2 separate regions of the Gossypium hirsutum genome follow, and region 1 is linked to region 2. Evidence: chromatin contacts called from public Hi-C data. All regions are on one chromosome and are shown on one strand. Each heading gives the region's core, a stretch centred on a gene start, on an enhancer-like site or on the middle of the called end of the contact. The rest is flanking DNA. Distances are from core to core; before and after follow the strand shown.

Evidence for each region. A called contact is a pair of places that touch in the nucleus more often than the background predicts.
Region 1: a Hi-C map of leaf shows a contact between it and region 2, with 2.1 times the contacts expected there. The contact joins the promoter of LOC107907024 here to the promoter of LOC121220348 in region 2. A contact is called at or near these places in 4 of 34 Hi-C or Micro-C datasets (all in leaf).

The regions. Positions count from the first base shown.
Region 1 is chrD08:47,817,024-47,823,009 of Gossypium_hirsutum_v2.1, forward strand. LOC107907024 (transcription factor MYB61) reads left to right here and starts at 3,971. Exons shown (of 3, transcript XM_016834218.2): 1 at 3,971-4,509; 2 at 4,591-4,720; 3 at 4,823-5,986. The coding sequence starts at 4,377. The coding sequence ends at 5,786.
Region 2 is chrD08:47,645,765-47,652,128 of Gossypium_hirsutum_v2.1, forward strand. LOC121220348 reads right to left here and starts at 1,683. Exons shown (of 1, transcript XM_041100038.1): 1 at 889-1,683. The coding sequence starts at 1,683. The coding sequence ends at 889.

The DNA.
Region 1 (5,986 bases), core at 2,721-5,220, 170 kb after region 2:
TTGATAGAGATTGAATTCTGTTATCTCCAAAAGAAACAAACAAACAAAAATAGTTGAATTAGGCTGTCAATTATATCATTAATTTATTTCACAATTTTTTTTCCAATTATTTTATTACCATAATCAATATCTCCTTCAATTGTAAGCCAGTCTGCAAAAAATGTGCGGATAACAAACGACTCTAATTAATATAAAGTAAAAGTGTCCAGCATTTATTACAACTCTCATCAACTACCTAGCATTTCTTAAATATAAACTTCACACATTCATCACCCTAATACTTTTAATCTCAATCCGAATTTTTTTAATGAATTACAATAATAGGACAAAATTTAAATAACAAATGTAATTAGTGCGGCTTGAATTCAGGCCACACCTGAGACGGTGAATATCATTGACCGTCAGACCATTACATGAGGTTCTTATAAACATTGAATTTAATAAATGATTCAATTCGAATTTTAATATGAATAAGAACCAAAATAAATATGAGAGAAAACTCAAATATAAATTATACTCAAACCTAAATACTCTTCAAATTTGATATTACACGTAAGGTATATGATACAATATGTAGAAATTAGGGTTGAGCAAAAAAAAATGATCAAACCAAAAACCGACCTGAACTGAGGTATTTGAACAATTTATGGAATGCGAGTTCAAAAATCAACGTTACCCAAAATTGAATAGAATTTTGTTTTTTTATTTAATATATAATTTAATTTTTTATATTTCAAAATAGTGAAAATAATTTAAAATTCTTTGAAAAATTATTATTTTTAAAAATATTTATGGAAAAGATATTGAAATTTTGTCAAATAACTTCAAAAACCATAAAATAAAGCTTATTTTTATCAAAATATAGGAAAACCAAAAACGGAATCAAATTAGGATGGATAATTCACAAAATTAAAAAAAAATAAAAACCTCTACAAGTAGAGAAATATTCATTATAACTCCAATCAATTACTTGATGAAAAACAATCTCAACTTTGCTAAAAACCACAAATATCTTCGTTTAAAAGGAAAAAAAAACACTATATAATATTTTAAAACATTAAAAATGGGTTTCAATGATATTTTTGGTGATTGGAAAAATGGAAGAGAAAAAAAAGAATAGTTTGATTTTGTCGGTGGAGGAGTACGTATGACTATGAACATTACTTATGGCTATAACCTGCTGGCTACCGGTCCCGCACTTCTCCGATTATCTCTATGAGAGCTTCCTTTGCTTTTAGATTTATTCCCAGTCAAAAGAAATTAGATGAAATGCTTAACTAAAGTAAATTCCATGAGGTAAAATTTAACAATATACGAATTTATAAATTTATGTACACCTAATAAACTTTAAATTTAACATTATAATCATATTTTAAATTATTATAAAAAGGATATAAAATATTCCAATTTTTTTTAATTTTCAATTTATCATAAATGTTTATGCTTCAACGATATGTAATAAAGTGGCCAATGAATAAAACTCGAGATTGGTGTTAACTGAATTTAATAATAAATCTTCTACCACTCAACCAATGGTTGAATTGGCTATAATGGAAAAAGAAAATTGAATGCCTGGTTAAAAGGCTCATGCACTAAATATTAGGGCAATACATATATGTATATTGTAAGGTTTAAAAAAAAGTGAGGATGGAATGATGATATTGGAGGAGAGTGTCCCTTGCATAATTTTGAGACATTTGGGACCCAGAAAGATGGCGTAGTGATCTGTTAATTTGTATAGCGTATCATAGCAGATGCAGTGTAGTGGTGTGTGTGTAAATGGGTCCATTCCTCTCTGGACAAATTTTGCATGCACACAAAATCCACTGATTCTCACCCCATCTCAGACCATCATCCTCTTCACACCCTTTCAATGTCTTTATCAGCCATTCATCCCAAGCTTCAGTTTCCTTTCAAATGATGGGTCCAACCCCAAGTTCCCATGAACTTCTTCACCTGTCTTCAAAAGAAAAATAAAGGATTTGGCATTATTGCTACATGAATTTAATTTAACGCTATGCTTGCGCAGACGCAATTATTAGTCCTTCGAATTGTGTAAATTTAGTATATTAAAAATAATCTCTTTCAAATTCAAATCCAGGAATAAAGAAAAAGAATTATGGGAATAAAAGCTGAATATGGATGAATATATTAAAAATAATTGTCAAATTCGATTATTTATAAATGGGTCCAATGTATAATTGATGTTAAGGTACTGTATTGCCTCCTGTGATCAATACTTTGTAATCTTTTTTATCAAGATTCCCCCAATGGGTTTCATATTTCAATGCGGGCCATGGCCAGGACAGCTAATGATTTGGAATAAAAATTTGAGGAATTCCTTGTTATCTTTCAAGTCATAAGCTTGATTTAATTAAAAACTAAAGGAAATTTTAGTTTAATCTATCTGTTCATGATTTTGATAATCTCTTAGAAAAAAAAACAATTGAATTTCGTTTTTGTCGTAAATGGCTAAAGAAAAGGGTGCAAACAGCAAGGATTAGGAAGGTTTAAATCTGGATTAATTCACTAAATTAAAATCTCTACATATAAAATGGTCCAGACTATTGATATTTTACTCTTCCTATGAATTAAAATATTGAGTTTCTGGGAATTATTCCGTCTGTCATGCACTCATGCTGTAAACTTCTAATCATTAAAGATAAATATAAAATTAACCTCCAAACCCAATCATTTTTTGTACTTAAATTTTTATGTTCATATTGATATTTTAAATAAGTTTTCTTCCAGAAATTAACTTCATATAGTTTAATACCCTAATCAAATTTATGTATATTTAAATCTAACGTGGTGATATTTGAAGAAGCCTTTGTATATTTTGTGTGGAAGACGTAGGGGTAGGTTTAATGAAAGGAATGCCACAGAAACCAAGTTTAAGGCTGCATTAATTAGAAAAACTATGATAAACAAGTAGCATTTGTGAAAAAGTTGTCCTATGATTTATCTGCTAAATGCTTTGAATCTTGAAAAGTCCAACCTTACGGCTGGATTTTGATTCATGATTAGTTTGATATTGACAGTTTCTTTGGTCCCAGAAGTTTTTGTAGTGTGTGTACCTTCTGCATTCAAATGTAGCACCACTATTAGGCCACATACATATATGTGAAGTATGAAGTGAGAAACTAGGACAACATGGCAATATATAGCAAAATCTGTCAAAAACAGTAGTGATTGGAGAAAGGGTGATGCAGTAAGGTCAGAAACATGTACAAAAGTGGTGGGGGTGGCCTGGAAATAGTGATTTTTTTAATTTTATTTACCAATGTCAGTAAAAAGAGTTGAATTGTAGTTATGAATTTGTAACAAAATTTGGGTGTTGCCTTTTCTTTTGGTCTAATATAGTTGCAGTTTGTGTTACTGGGAATGTGTTCGCAGGTAAAATACAAACGTATGTATAAAATATAGATGAAAGACAGCATGCTTTTTTTCATCTGTTTCTGAATTGGGTCATTTCCGTGTCAAAGAAAACCATTAATGAGAGAGGATGAAAAAGGGAAACAAATGAGAACTAGTCTCAAATATCACAATCCGGAAAGAAGGTATTTGTGGAGTAAGTTTATAACACTTAGTGGGATTCATCAGTTTCAGGAAAGCCATTGTTAAATCTCAGAAAATGAACAAAATAATTTCTTTCTTTCCACGTAATGATGAAGCCTTTTCAATGCCATTATGATTCCAAAAGAAAAGAAAGCTAGTACGGTAAAAGAAAGCAGCTGATACCAGTATCAACTATCAACAATGTTTTTACTTTTGGGGGCCGGGGTTAAAACAGAATTTACTGTGATCAGTCTCCATTGACTTAAACTTTTACCATGTGGACTAGGGTTGAAGTTAAAAGCATGGGGTTATAAGTTCATGATTATAATCAGAACTTTCTGTTTTCATCTCAATATAATACAAGGAAAAATGCCCCCACCATCCCTTCACAAGACATTAATTCTCAGAGACATATGCAACCTTAAGTCTACTAACTTATGGTTGTTTTAGTTGAGATGAAATTCCAAGTTAAAGCTGCTTTTTTTAATAATAAAAAAAAAGGAAATTGAGTTACCTAGCCCTGGATCAACCAAGGTGGGGTTGTGAGAAAGTATAATACCATATTGAATACGACTTTTCCTTGGGGAGAGCTTTCTCTTTATATTAAATTCAACTCCTTTCACAGCTGCTACTTCATTTTCGATCCCTTCTTTTATATCAAAATCCTCTCTTTGTCTGTTACATTTTCTTTTTTATTACCAAAGCATTCCAAAAACAAATGTTCATAGCTACCATTTTCACCTAGGATTCACCAAAGTTTTCTGTTTTGGGAAAGGTCTTTTGCTCTCCCTCCTTTACAATTAGTGTATGGTCTCAAAATGGGGAGGCACTCCTGCTGTTACAAGCAGAAGCTAAGGAAAGGTCTTTGGTCCCCTGAAGAAGATGAGAAGCTGTTGAGGCATATTACAAAGTACGGCCATGGTTGCTGGAGCTCTGTCCCTAAACAAGCTGGTAAATTCAACTTCTTTTTCTTTTTTCATGTTTGTGTTCTTCCTTAAATCATACATTCATGAATTGGCGCTTCCATGGCAGGCCTGCAGAGGTGTGGAAAGAGCTGCAGATTAAGGTGGATTAATTACTTAAGGCCTGATTTAAAGAGAGGCACATTCTCACAAGAAGAAGAGAATCTCATAATCGAACTTCATGCAGTTTTGGGGAACCGGTATTTTCTTTCTCTCATTTGAATTAAATTTCTGTTGATTTTTTTTACAGAAATCAGTAAAACATTCTTTGCTTTATATGTTGGTTGGAATTGGATCCTCAGGTGGTCCCAGATAGCTGCGCAATTGCCAGGAAGAACCGACAATGAAATTAAAAACCTATGGAACTCTTGCTTGAAGAAGAAGCTTAGGCAGAGAGGCATTGACCCTGTCACTCACAAGCCACTCTCTGAGGTTGAAAATGGAGAAGACAACAACAAGAGTCAACACACAAACAGCCTGGACATGGTTTCCGGGCCATCTAGTGAATTGAAGCTCAACACCGACAACCTTAAACCTGGAACAGCTTTATATGAACAAAGACCAACATCATCAATTACTGCACCAGCACCAGGTTATCAGTTGGAAATGGAAGGCTGTTCCAGCTCCAACAATCTGATGACATCTACAACCCGCAAAGACTTGTTCCTCGATAGATTCGCAAGCACAGCCACCACTACCAACGGCCAGCCTTGTGATTTCATGCCTCATTTTCCGGTTCAGCAATTGAGCTACGCATCAACCAACCCAAGGCTCTCACCCTGGTTCTCCCAGTCTGAGTTTTCTTCAAGTTCCATGTCTACACTTCTCCCACCATTGGCAACCTCACCATTCCTTTCCTCTCCTATAGGATTCAACCCTTCTGTCACACTTCCCTCTCACACTCCTTCAATGCCTTCCTTTACTGTTAACAACAGTTACGCTTGGGGAATGGCAGATTGCAGCACATCAGAGAAAGAAGAAGCTCCAATCCATCTAATGGAAACCCAACCCGACGAAATGAAATGGCCGGAATATCTCAATAACCCATTATTAATGGCGGCTGCTTTGCAAAATCAAGCACCACAATCCAGCTTATACAATATCGAGATAAAATCGGAAACACATTGCTTAACGAATACTAAGAGTTTATCAAACAGTATGTGGCCTCAAAATCAACAGCCGCAGCAGCAACAAGAAGGTTTACAAAATTCCGATATGTGTGCTAAGGATATCCAGAGACTTACGACAGCTTATGGACATATTTAGCTCTGCCTTTTTTTATATCAGGTGTGTACCATAGTTTTTCTTTTTCCTTCATATCTAGTGTATATAAGTATGATACACAAAATTCATCACCTCTGGTTTTGGACTATTTGTGAGCAAAAAAAAAAAAAAATCATATTGTAAGCTTTTTCGTCCATTCTTTTGTGTGGGTGTGAGGTAGAACTGCAGAATAAGGCTTGTTT
Region 2 (6,364 bases), core at 433-2,932:
AGTTTCCTCTTTCCCAAGTAAACCAGCTGCCTTCATAGCCCACATCGTACAATTGACATTCCTCGAGTATTCTTCGAAACAATTCCATTCTCCTCTTATCTCTAAGCAGTTCTCATTTCTTTTCGGATCCATACATAATTTCATTGAAATCACCAACAACAAACCATGGGAAATCCTTATTAGTAGTCAGGCTTTTTAGAACAGCCCATGATTCATTCCGATCCTGTATATATGGGGATCCATAGAAACCTATAAATCTCCACTTGCATTCTTTTTCATTATCATCAGCGAATACATCAATGTGTCTTTTAGAGAAACTGCTCAGCGTTATATCAACCTCATTCCTCCATGCTAAACACAATCCTCCTCTCATACCTTCTGGATCAACTTCAATACCGTTCGTATAACCACATCTTCTACAAACTCATTCCATCTGCTGTCTTCCTAGTTTTGTCTCCACAAAAAAGACCATTTGGGGATTATGTAACTTCAGCATCTGTCGAAGTCTTTTAACCGTCCGTAGACCCAAACCACGGACGTTCCAGCTTATTATTTTCATTGTGTCCGGTCGGCTTGCCTCTTGGCAGCCGCCGATGATAAAAAGGTTGAATTCCACCATTTTCCTATTTCTTGTACTTGTATTATCCCTTTTTGCATTGCTGAAAAGATCTTCCATCTCCCCCTATTTTGATTTTTCCCCTTCTCCCCTACTAAGGTCTCATCTTCTAAATCATGTTCCATTGCCATATTTATCTTACTCGAACCAAATTTACTCTCTCGCCATTCTACAGACGGCAGCCCTCCTTCAATACTAAACCCCAGAATTGGGTCAATAATCTTTCCCCCTCGTTCTTTTGAACTTCCATCCCTATGTCTTGATTCTTCAGATCAATTCTCCCCCCATCTTCCCTTCCCTTTTCTTTCTTCCTCTTTTCGTAGCCATATACTATTCATTGAAAGGGCTCTTCGAGATTGCGCTCGCAATGATAAATCCCAGCCTAATTCTTCTGTATCTGCCCCTGTCATCATTTTTATCTCACAGAATGAATCATTATGCCCCAATCTTCCACAGTAGAAACAAAAAAGCAATAACCGTTCATACTTAAACTTGACATATGACCTAACCCCAATGCATAAAACCTGTTTCTTCTTTTTCAGAGGCTTCCTAACATCAATCTGTACTCTTACCCTCATATAATTACGATTTTCCTTTCCTAGATTTGAAGTATCATATTCCAGGAAAACACCTAAAAAATTACCCAGTTGGATTGCTAACTTTTTAGAGAATAATCCAATTGGGACATCATGGATTTGAACCCAGAAAGGAGTAAATATTAGCGGCACTTTTAATGGATCTTCGCCTCTCCCCAACTTATTCAATAATAGTAGATGGTTATTAAAAGTCCATGGTAGACCTTTTAGAACCCTTTCCATATCCATATTATGATAAAATTGGAACAAATACCTTTTTTCACCCAGATCTCTAATTTGGACCCCATAAATAGGGTGCCACAAATTTGCCATAGTGGTTTTCATGGCTGGAAAATGAATAACACTTGCTGTTAAGAAACATCCCACAAGCTGGAACTCCCCCACTTCACTTTGATAACTCGGATCTGCTTGAATCTGCAATATTTCTTCTTCCTCCTCATTAATCGATAATTGTGCTAATTCATTCTCCATGGCTGCAGGTTTATTGCCAGAATAACACAAACACCCCTTTTTCAGATTTCAGGAAAAAAGATTAGAAGTGAAGAAGGCAATTAGTAAAACATAAAATAAACGAATTAAAGAAAAACAAAAACGTGCCAGCGGCGGCAGACCTAAGCGTGCTAGGGCAGCAGACTCAGATTGTTAACTTTTTAAGATCAAATTAAGTTGAGTCTTGTTTTTTCTTTTAAATTTTAATAAAGTTAGTTTTATTCCTAATGAAATAAAAATAATAAATTTTAGTTAAAATATTTTTTTCCGTAAACTATTAAGATTTTATATAAAAATATTTTAATTATGTTTTATTAAATGAAAATCAAATTACATTAGTAAATTTTAGGTTTAAAAGTGTAAAAAGCTCTCAAAATTTAAAAAAAAAAAAAGCAATTAAGCTCTTTTTTTTTGCATTCAATTAGGTACTTGAACTTTTAAAATGCATAAAAAAGGCCCTCGGACTTTTTCAAAAAAAAGTAATTAAGCTCCTGCTTTTTTTCACTCAATTAGGTACTTGAACTGTCAAAATGCATCAAAAAAACTCTCAAACTTTAAAAAAAAAAGCAATTAAGCACCTGCTTGTTTTTTTGCACTCAATTGGGTACTTAAACTGCTAAAATGTATTAAAAAAGGCTAGGGGCAGATCTAGGGAGTTGGCAGTTCAAGCACCCAATTGAGTGCAAAAAAAAAGGACTTAATTATTTTTTTATTAAAAGTTTAAGGGTGTTATTTTATTCATTTTGGCAGTTCAAGTATCCAATTGAGTAAAGAAAATGTAAGGGCTTAATTACTTTTTTGAAAAAGTCTGAGGGTTTTTTTTATGCATTTTGAAAGTTTAAGTACCCAATTGAGCGCAAGAAAAAAGGGACCTAATTGTTTTTTTTTTTAAGTTTAAGAACTTTTTACATCCTTAAGTCTAAATGTTATTAAAGATATCATTTAAATTTCGCTAATTAATATTATACTAATATATTATAATTTTTTTAAATATGAAACTTAAAAAATTCAAATATGAGTTGAATCTAAATTTGGTGTAATTACTTTTTTTTTGTATTTACCCTCTTTCCCTACATTTATTGCAACCTCCGGTTCTTTTACTATGTTAGGAATTGCAGATCTGCGGTGTTGTGTGGATGATATATGTAAAAGCCATTTGGATATTGGGATAATCGAGATTTGAGTAAAAAGAGAAGGCCCATCCCATAGTTTAATACTATGAAAAATGCTCAAAAACCCAAGCGAAGCACATAGAAGAAGCCCAAAATCAAAGATGGCATAATGGGGGTGATGTAGTAGGGTCGGAAACCAACTTTCCAGCCTTGAAGCACTGGCCTTAGCTCCACAGTACTTCCACTACATATAAAATCAAATACCTTTGTGAAATTCTTTACCTAACTTTCAAGTTCTGTTGCTGTTGGAAGAAAAAGACAATGCTTTACACTATAATTTGCCCTAGGATAAGCTCTTGTTGGCAAAACATAATGATTGCGATGCGACTCTTTTTTTTAACTTATATTATGGCCCCATTTTCAAGCATCAACTGTCATTGGCTTCCTATCCAAAATACAAAAACCCCTTTGCCATTGGCTACATCAGCCTGACTCAATGCACGCGTATTCTAGGGGTGGGTTACTACCTGTCAATTATTGTAGAGGATGCCTAGGAAATAGATTGGTTTATGTTAGTTTGAATTACTGATCAATAATTAGTACTAGAAAAATAAAATTTTATGAATATACCAATTGGTTATGTAATTTAAATCTTTTTATGTCTGCATATTTTATTCATATTAATTTAATAATACAGGATGTTATTTAATTTCCAACTCAATCATGCTTCACTTTTATGTAATTATTTAAATTCACTCTCTAGCTAAGCCTTTTTTTCCTTTACAAATACAACATATTTTGCACTCAAAACAAGTTTTTTAATCATCAAATTAGTGCTCTCTCTAACTCATCTACGAATCCATGTTTTTTTTAAGCTTCTAAACACGGCTTAGACGTTATGGTTAGATTGAGAAGGCTACATTAGCTACTAAAATGGTTGAGCTAACTTACGTTACTTTTTAAAACTTTAAATAAACTCATTTTAGAGAAAATCGTAGTTGTACTTTGAGTTAGCTTAAAAGCATTCATTCATTAAGTCGTATATGCTTAGGATTCATTTTATTGTTGACAATGTTGTTTCACAAAAACTGTTTGCTTGTCGCTCTTCTTTAAAAAAAATCGAAGTTAAATTAATAAAACAAAAAAATCATTTTTCAAGTCATTTTAGAAAATTAGTTGCTTTATCGATTTGTTTTTCAAAAAAGTTCCTTTGCAATGTAGTGGAAACTAGGGAACAATATCAAATTTTACTTAAGCCCGATATCATGCATTATCCGGTTATTATACTTGAGTAATTCATGCATGCAAAAATCTCGAAAAGAAAAGTTACCAAGACACAGACCAGAAATAATTAAAAATTACAAGCCAAAACCAATAAAGAATTAATAATACTTAATTAGAAAATAATAATCTGAGGCCCAAAATGATTCTCTGAATGCCGAGTCTGATCTTAATTTTGAGGTTTACGTAAAAAGTTGAACACTATTGGGGGGTGAGTTTATGAAAAGCTCAGTGTGAGTTGAACAATTATTTAAACAAACATAAATATCGAATATAGTGAAACATAGCTTTAACAGAAGAAAACAGAACCATCATAGGAATTTCATATCGTTACATAGCCATTATCAAATTATTGTCAAACGGTGTATGAGCATAGGTCATCATTCATTTGAGTAACAATCATTAATTTTGATACCATTCAATACAACAAAATACAATACGTAGCATAAATCAATAACATTCGAATATGTCGTGCACATGATGCAATGCAAAAAGGTTCCTATTCATACCATCCGCTACACACCACGAGTTCCCCAGAACCTGTCTGCCAAACTCCAAAAAATTATGAGCATAGCTCGATGTGGTAAAACCACCAAGTAATCAATAATGCAGAAAATCTACTGGATATGCGATAAAATCGCCTATCCCCTCGGTACTCTAGGTGCGGTGCACTGACTACGAATAATGCAGACTTAATATGCCACTGTTACTGCACGGAACTCTTCCGTCAACCATAAAATCCCAACCCAATGCATATGCAATATGTCACACAATCTCATACATAATCATATCTCAATACTTTTCACATTCATTTGACATGCTCAGCATGTCCTCAATAATTGCATACTTTCAATAAATGGAAATAGTGTTCCAATCTTTCAAATTACCACTGTGTTGGTATCAATCAATATCGTTCAATTTCACATGCTTTACGGATTTTCATTGTGCATAAATAGCACCCTTTTCAGTACACAATATAACAAATATCTCATGCGTTTAAATCATACATAAGCTTAATATCTCAACACATTATATCATTCAGTCAAACATTCTCATATCTCATAACTCAAATATGCAATTACAAACTCAATCAAACATCCATACTATCAAACTAGCAATTTTGCCAACATGTCAATCTTTTAAGGCTCGAAACATACCTGGTTTGGCCACTCACAAAATCAATAATTTGGCAATTAAGTCAATCCAATCAGCAAGCTAATTTATCAAATATAATATAATATTTAACATTTTCAAATAATTTTATGAGTTTAGGACCCACACCTTATTTTTCGCTTCCTTACAGCACACTAGCGGATCTTCCAATTTTCCTTAATAATTCCTTAAACAAACCAAAACCAAAATTTAGTATAAATTCAGTAAATTTACCAATAAAAACAGCCCTTAAACACCCACTTATGAGTTTAAACAAATTGTTGAAATTATAACTATTTTATGAATCCAAACTAGTTAGATTCCTTACACTGTATCGAAGCGAACTGTACGTCCAATCGTTCTTCGCCTTTACGGATGATTTGGGGCGATTGGGTCAGCACCTAATTCAATAATATATTGGAAAATCAGTAGCTAATTAATGATTAAATTCCTTCGTTTAATCAATTCATAGCATTTACCCAACAACTATGTTGAAATAACAAACTAGTTACCCTTAATTGCACTTACGCTTCACGATTTGTGGGATACGAATGGTCAATCGATCAAGAACATTTTTTCCTAATTGAAATGGGTTTAACAGCTGATTGGGAGGGTTCAAGAACTCAAATTAATACTGGAAAAATATAGGCAAGAACCAAGAAACAAAATAGCCCTCTTTCTTGCACATAGGCGCATGCACCACCACCCATAGTAGCCAAAATTGGGGCTGAATTTTAAAATGGTTTGAGATCTCATTAAATTCTAGAAAAATATCTTTGAAATAATTTAAAATCCTCCAAATTCCAGATCTAAAAATTTAGGTTTTAATGGACAAGATTAATTACGAAATTGAAGAGAGAAGAGACCTTACCCAAGCTAGTCGAGAGAAACAGCAATGGCACTTTTTTGGCAATGTTCGGGATCGATCTTGGAGTTCAAGATTTTAGATTTGAGGCTAATTTTAATGAGGAAAAATGAAAGAAATATTGTGGAGAATATGTTAACAAATCTTGTGGCAAAAAGAAAAAGAAAAAGAAAGAGATGGTCAAACTAGGTGTAGGTGACGACAACAATGGAGGAAAGGAAAAAAATTAAAATCAAAGAGAATGGGAGGAGGA